Linked DNA regions of Sus scrofa: region 1 is linked to region 2. A link is a contact called in public promoter capture Hi-C data. All regions are on one chromosome and are shown on one strand. The core of a region is the stretch at or near the end of the contact, and the rest is flanking DNA. Distances in the headings are between cores, read along the strand shown.

Region 1 (3,784 bases), core at 113-2,612, 81 kb after region 2:
CAAGGATGTAGGTGCAATCCCTGGCATTGCTCAGGGGATTAAGGATCTGGTGTTGCCGTGAACTGTGGTGCAGGTCGCAGGACTACCTTGGATCTGGCATTGGTGTGGCTGTGGTGTAGGCTGGCAGCTACAGCTCCAATTCGACCCCTTGCCTGAGAACTTCCAAATGCCAAGGTGCAGCCCTTCAAAAAAAAAAGAGACATAGCTACTATTTTGGTATGATCTCAGGCCCAACTCATGAATTGGACTAATATCTGCGCTGAGTGTAGATTTTGAAAGCATTTGAGAGGTTCAAATACTAAAATATTAGAAAATTGGGAAAAAATCATTTAACAAAATAAGCCCCTCTAAGGAAAGTCGGTTCATGCCTTTTCATACCCACAGGTGAGAGAAACCGCAGTATATTTAAAAATGGTTAACATTCTCCTTACCCTGATTTCTACATTCCTCGATTTCAAGTTAAAGCGTATCTGAAGTCCCAAATGCTCCACAATAGGAGTAAATATCTTCATCCAATTCTCTTTTAACGGCGTGTACCTGTTAGCAGGAACTGGAATTTTCCTAGTTTCTTCTTTCCCACTCTACAATAAAAGAAAACACAACTCAGGAGTCGTCGGATGGGCGGAGTTGTAAACTGACAGCTGATCCACAAAGAGCATCCTTCAACTGAACGAATTAAACATCAGGAGAGTCCTTCTCTAAAACCTTCACGCCATAAAAAGCTTCTACATCACCCTAAAGCCACAGGGTCCCCAGGCCTCTGCTTTGCCCCGTTCCTGTTCGTGAGTGCCCGCCAGTACCAAGAACCCGTCCCCGGAGAGGGGAGGGAAGATGGGCCTCTTCGCCGGCCGAGCCTCTTCCGTGTCCATGTGGCTCGCGCCCCCTCCTTCCTCCGTCGCAGACAGCTGCTCAGCCTGCCGTTTCTTCGCCCTTCGGCTACCCTTGCGGGTGACCTGGGTGAAGCCGTCCTCGGCTAAGGGGCTCTGAGCCTCCATCTGGGTTTCCATCCTCAGGACTCTCCAGCCCCAGCGGGAGCTTCCGGCTTGAACACGTGCGGGGCTGTACCGCGCAGATGCGTCTCGCAGGACCCCAGTCTCCACCAACCAGCCCCAGGGCTCCGCCCTCTTTCCTAAGACGTCCACGCAAGGGACCTGAAGCAAGATTTTGTGTGTGTTTATTGGGAGGGGAAAGGGCTGTCCTAAAATATGCCTGATTCTTATGGTCGCCCTCTGCCCACGCCAACTAGCAGCCAGAACATTTAGTTATCTCTAATATATACTAAAGGTTTTAAGTAAAGGCTACAAACAAGCTTGTGTTGTCGGTGAGGGAAAAAAGTCTTGTGTCTTCGGTTGCTCATCCGGCATTATCAAAGACATCTAAACCCAATTTCCAAGGGCGACAGGGGCGCTTACGGCAAACGGGAGGGACCAACTGTTCTTAACGTTTGGTTTCCGGTTTCCAGGTTAGCGTTTTGTCATGGTTTGTTGGGGGTGTGCCTGTGGCCTAGGCGGAATCCAACAGGTGGACCATGTCGGCCTTTGAGAAGCCTCAGATCATCGCCCATATACAGAAGAGCCTCAACTACACGGTATTCGACTGTAAGTGGGTGCCCTGCAGCGCCAAGTTTGTGACCATGGGCAACTTCGCGCGGGGCACCGGCGTCATTCAGCTGTACGAGATCCAGCACGGGGACCTAAAGCTGCTTCGGGAGGTGGGTACCCGGTCGAGACTGCCCAGTGCCAAGATCTGGGCCTGCTCTTGGGGGGCGAGTGTGTATCTTGGGCAGGGGTGGTGTGGGTGGTCTGCATTTTTTTTTTTTTTTTTTTTTTGCCAAATCCTATGTCCAGCGTCCCCCCAAAGCACTTTTCTAGTTGCGTGGGAGTAGCGAAGCTTGAACGCAGATTGAGGAATACTTGCGATGTACAATACTTTGGTTCTAGTTCTGAATTCTTGGCGGGCTAGTTCATTCGCGCCTTGTCGGTCCTTTCCTCCAGCCACCCCAACCACCCTCCCAGTCCAGCGAGAGGTCCTTGGGGATGACATTCCGTCTTCGTGTTTAAATTTGGGGCCCTTTGGGGCAGGGCACACTTATTTGTGCAGAGCCTGTTAATAGGTTCAAATTAGTAAAATGCTTTTTCATACAAACGGTCAAAGTGGACACCAGGATGCCTGCTATGTAATTGGAGGAAGCAACCAAACATAGCTATTCTTTCAGCAAGTATCAGTTGATTGCCTGGTATTCCCAGGCATGTAAATGACAATGTCCTGGATATCATGGAGTTTATTTTCTAGTAAGAGAGAGAATCAGTTAAATAATCAAACCAACGCTACATAAATACAAATCTAAAGAAAAAAAAAAAAAACAAAGGAAAAAAGATTTGAGTTGAGTAGAAGCTAACAAGGCCCAACTAGGAGTAGTGGAGATTTTCAGAGGAAACAGCCCAGCGATGGGAGAGAGAGTGTCTCCTTTAGAAACAAAAAGAGTAGTAAGCAGGGACGTTGCAAAATCTGTAGGTCACTTACAAAATTTATACTTTTTTTCTAAGAAAAAAATGGGACATCAATGAAGGGCTAATTTAAGTGGGTGTGGCAAGGTCAGATTTACAAGTTTTGTAAAGATTTCTAGTGAAGGAGTTGGAGAATGACAATATTAACTAGCATGTTTATACCTGTTTACAGTTTTTAAAATGCCTTGATTTGGGTTGCATGAAGGAAAAATGATATAGCGTACTCAGACGTTTAGCATTGTTAAAGACGACAGAGAAATCTGTAATTCCAGGGGTCCAAAGCTGTGGAGAGAATCAACATGGAAGAGTTAGAGGTTAAAATGGTAGGCAAAGGATGAGTACAATTTTTATAGGATAGCAGAGATGAGATTTAAGCTTTACATGTTTTAGGAACGCCAGTTTTCTTGCTATGTTTGTCTTTTCTAGCCAGGCGCTCTTCTCCTAAACATGTTCTTTTCCACTTTTCCTTGTGTGGCTCATCACTTAGTCTCCAGTCGCCTGCTATTCTAAGATCCAGTTCAGATTACCTGGTTAATGACATCCACTCCTGATCCACGCAAAAGCAACTTTTCTTTACATCGCATTCCCAACGGTACTTATTAACTGTGCCAGAAATAGATCATTCTGACCCATTTATCTCTAATTAGATTGTAAGCTCCTGGAGAGTAAGGACAGGGTCTGTCTTTAGTATGGCATGTTAAGGAGCAGCCACTCCTAAATCACTTGTTGAAAGAGTAAGTTTATTCTGTAAAAGGATATAACTTGGGACATTTAAATATTGGTTTATTGGTCCTTAATCGATTGGGCCAGAGGTTTGAACAAATAGGAGACATTGGGATTGCAGAAAGAAACTTAAAGGTGAAGTATTAGGAATAAATACCAATCAAAGCTCAACCAGACAGCATTACAGACTTGTGACTTTTTATTTTTATATAAGGCCGTATGACTTGTCTGTCTTTCAGGAAGACACTTGTTCTGTAAAGAGAAAAAGTGCTGTCTCTTCTAAAGATTCTGGAGGATTCTAGCAGGTTGTTCTTTTGTGTGTGTGTGATAATTTTACTTTTTTTTTTTTGTCTTTTCGTCTTTTTAGGGCTGCACCCTCTGCATATGGAGGTTCCCAGGCAAGGGGTCTATTGGGAGCTGTAGCCACCAGCCTACGTCACAGCCACAGCAGCACCAGATCCAAGCCGCTCTGCAACCTACACCATAGCTCACGGCAACGCCAGATCCTTAACCCACCGATGGAGGCCAGGGATTGAACCTGCAACCTCATGGTT
Region 2 (3,559 bases), core at 93-2,592:
ATCAGTCTAAGTTACTTTTCCTTAATTATCCTGACACGGAAGCAAGGTAGTTCTTAAAGAAAAGGGGGGTTGCAGGGAGACCTAGGGCACATCACTGAGCTATTAGAAAAGATGAGTGTTTATCATATAGAAAAAAGGTTAGCGTGGAAAAACAGAACTCTCACATAAGGAGCTTTAACAGACTGCCTTTAAAAACAGTGGTTTTATAAAATTACCCAAAATAGTTTGTCCATAAGGAGTTTCTGACCACTCAGTAAACATCTCTTGCTATTTCTCGCGCGCGCGCGCGCACACACACACACACACACACACACACACACACACACACACACACACACACACATGATTACCAAGCTCTGAAGAGGTTAAAACTGTTACAAATGTTTTCTTCATTATCTATACCACGCTTCTCCTGGCAGCTCCCGCCTCCCTTCTGAACATAACTTTCCTCCTTATGCTTTTCTGGACTCCATTTCCTACTGGTAGTCTGAATTTTCCGGGAATGGTAATTGCCACCAAAGTGGATACAGCCCCGCTAAAGGGACAAGTGGGCATTCTGTCTTCTAACGTTTTTCAAAAACAAACACTGCTGTTCCGCGTCAAATGGTAGCTTGAAGGGTTTAAGGAAAATATCGAGCTGGGTGAGAAAGGCTTTGCGGTAGTGGAAGGCAACCCCTCTAGTCGGTTGTGCAGTGACTTCCTGCGCCTTAAGCTGCAGCCAACTCTGGCTCTCCAACCCGGCTCCCGACTGCCAACCCACACTGGAGTGTGGGCCTGCGGCTGCTGCACCCGGGTGACAACAGCCTAGATGTGCCATACATTCTGTAGGGGGTCCAAGCCGTCACAGTGATGCAAAGATACCTGTCCTCAAGCGCAAATTGATTCCTTCTTGCCCCAGGGCTGGGATTTTCCTTGTGTGTGTGTTTCTGTGTGTGTGCGCGCGCAGAGTCTGGGTGGTTCCGACACCTTAAGGCTGCATATCTAACTGTTCCTCTTCCCCTCGAAGCTCCCACCCCTGAGTCCAAGTCCCCCTCCGCCTAGTGCTCGCGCACCCCTCGCATTTCCTCCTTCCCCGCCCAGGCCAGCCTTCACCCCCCTTCCCCCTCCCCCCAGTGCTCCGCGCCCGCCTCCAGCCACATGACAGGAAGGGCTCCGCCACGCGACGTCACCGACGTCCGCGCCCCCGCCCCCGCGCTTCCCCCGCCCCGCACGCTGGGGGCGGCCGGCGGAGGGAAGAACGTGGTCGGCGCGCTCTGCGCTCCCCAACCAGAGCTCGCCAGAGCGCCGCGGCGGCCGCCGCCGAGCCGGCGCGCGAGTTCCCGGATGTGCGGCGCTCGCGGAAGCCCCGCCCCCGCCGCCGGCTCCACGCGCGCCCCCGCCCTTCGCCCCGCGCGCTGCTGCGCTCCGCTTTCCCCTCCCTCTCCCGCCCTCCCCCTTTTTCGTGCCTTGAGGTTGCGGGTCAGCACAAGCCACTGCAGTGAGTCCGTCACGGCTCCGGCGCGAGCGCGAGGCTGCAGCCCCCAAGCCGCCTGGCCCATACTCCCCCCGTCTCCTCGCCTGTCTCTCCCCCTTCTCGCCGTCTCTCCTCCCGCGCTCTCCGTCTCTGAATCTCGACCTCAATTTCTCTTCTCCCCGCCCGCTCCCTCGTGCCCAGTCACCCGGCCGGCGCGGTCCCCGCGGCGCCGCCTCCCCTCCCCCAGCCCGCACCCCCTCCCCCGCGGGCGTCCCGCGGGCCGCAGCCACCCCGGCCGAGCGTAGCTGGGCCGCCGCCGCTGCCGCTTCCTGCGGGAGCCCGTCTGAACGCCGACACTCTTCTCCGCGCGAGCGAGCCGCCGACCGCCCAGCAAAATGGTGAGCCCTCTGTTTCCCCACGCACCATCTCTCCCCACTCGCCGCTTCCAGGGGCGGGGGCGGGGAGAGCTCGGACACCCCCGGGCGGCTTCCCCCGGTGGAAAATTCGAGAGACCCGTGAGAACCCTCGCGGCTCGGGGGCGGCGGGCAGCGGATTGACAGCACCGCGGGGCTCCCGCGCCCGCCCCCGGGCCTCCGCGGGGCGCCCCTCCACCCCCTCCCCCGGCGCCCCCGGGATTCCGCCTGGGCCTCGACCCCCGCTCCCCCGGCCACCCGCCCGGGGCTGTCCTCTGGTCGGCCGGCTTTTCTTGTCTCGGGACCCTCCTCCACGTGGAGCCCCCTTCACCCCCAGACTCACTCTCAAGTTCGGGGAGATTCCGAAATCCTGTGGAAATCATATGTGGCAAATGGCTCTTTATATAAGACCCACTTTCTCTCCAGAGCTGCTCTTTCTCCCACTCACTCTATTTTCAAGCAGTGAGTCTTGGCAGGAATCCTGCCACTTACTTCCCTCTCTCCCGCTAGTGTTTATTTCACTGCCTTTTGCAATCTTACGGGGTGGGTTTGTTTGTTTTTCGCTGCTGCTCTTCTCTCTGCAGCGGCGAACCGGAAAGGTCCAAGGTGTAGATTCAGGAAAAGAGTCTAACTCGGCTTTTTACAAACGGGGAGACTTGGTTTTTTATTAATGCTTACTTACTGCCCAGGGTTTTTCGTTTTCTTTGTTACCTTCGAAAGTCTCTCCTGTGCTGGTTGTTTTTGAATCATGGCGATTTAAATTTGTCTTTCCCTACGCTCACTTTAATCCCTAGGTAGAATTCACTGCTGTAGTGTTTCAGCCCGACGCTAGGGGTGTGTCTGTCTCCCGCCTCTGTCACTGTAGCCAAGAAATCAACGACGCCCTTTTAGCCTGTTACCTTACCGGTTCTCTCGCCCGGGCTAGCCGGTGGAGTTTCCTCTTTGTAATCAAGAATTGCATGCACAGTAGAAAAAGTTTGCAGGGCTTTTTTCATACATGTCAGATAGCCGGGCATGTAATTTAGTTTTTTTTTTTTTTAAAGCTTTTTACACAGTTGACCAAAGATTTTACGACGGATTCGTTGACGTTGAGTAATTTCTTGTACCTTTCACTGTATGGTGTTTCACCTTGTGTAGAGTTTATGTCAGGATAGCGTGGTGGGTGAGCGAAAGGAGAAATTCTGTTGCTTGCAGCTTAAGAGCAGTTTGGTGCGATTGTGAGGAGAAAAAAAAGTGAAATTAGTTAAGCTGGCTTTTATGTGAAACACAGGGCAGATGATTGAAGCGCACTGATGGGTGTACTTAAAAATCCACATTAGGAGCAGACTTAATAAATGTTTAGTGATTTCGAGATACAGAAGTTTTTCCCTGCCAACTTGGGAGGTACCTCAGAGACAATTGTGCCTTCAAAGTCAAAACTTAGGTTTTTCCAAAGTGTTGCAGAAAACAAGTTAGATTAGAGCCATTCATAGTACAGACTTTCATTTGGGGAGGTCATAATCTTTTGGAGTTTTGAATTGCACTTTAGTGCTTTAATACAAGTTCCTTTACCTGAAGGTCAGGATGTTGACGATCTTTGTCGTTGCAGTGAAATGTTTTTACCTGTGTTAATAAACAATACATTTTGAGGAACAGTGATCTAGTCTTGCTGTTTATTTAGTATATAGCAGAATGATAAGGTTTCCAGGTGGTT

What was found. Promoter capture Hi-C pulls out the DNA fragments that hold promoters and counts their contacts.
Region 1: a contact with region 2 is called in a promoter capture Hi-C map of liver, with 4 times the contacts expected there. The contact joins the promoter of WDR92 here to the promoter of PPP3R1 in region 2. A contact is called at or near these places in 1 of 5 promoter capture datasets (liver), 4 of 47 Hi-C or Micro-C datasets (fetal heart ventricle, fibroblasts, heart right ventricle and 1 more) and 2 of 2 datasets of contacts at active chromatin or transcription factors (alveolar macrophages and skeletal muscle).

Annotation. Positions count from the first base shown.
Region 1 is chr3:74,083,771-74,087,554 of Sscrofa11.1, forward strand. WDR92 (WD repeat-containing protein 92) reads left to right here and starts at 1,363. Exons shown (of 8, transcript XM_005662502.3): 1 at 1,363-1,711. The coding sequence starts at 1,529. PNO1 (RNA-binding protein PNO1) reads right to left here and starts at 1,126. Exons shown (of 7, transcript XM_003125074.4): 1 at 801-1,126; 2 at 432-581. The coding sequence starts at 1,007.
Region 2 is chr3:74,003,278-74,006,836 of Sscrofa11.1, forward strand. PPP3R1 (calcineurin subunit B type 1) reads left to right here and starts at 1,343. Exons shown (of 6, transcript XM_021087426.1): 1 at 1,343-1,851. The coding sequence starts at 1,849.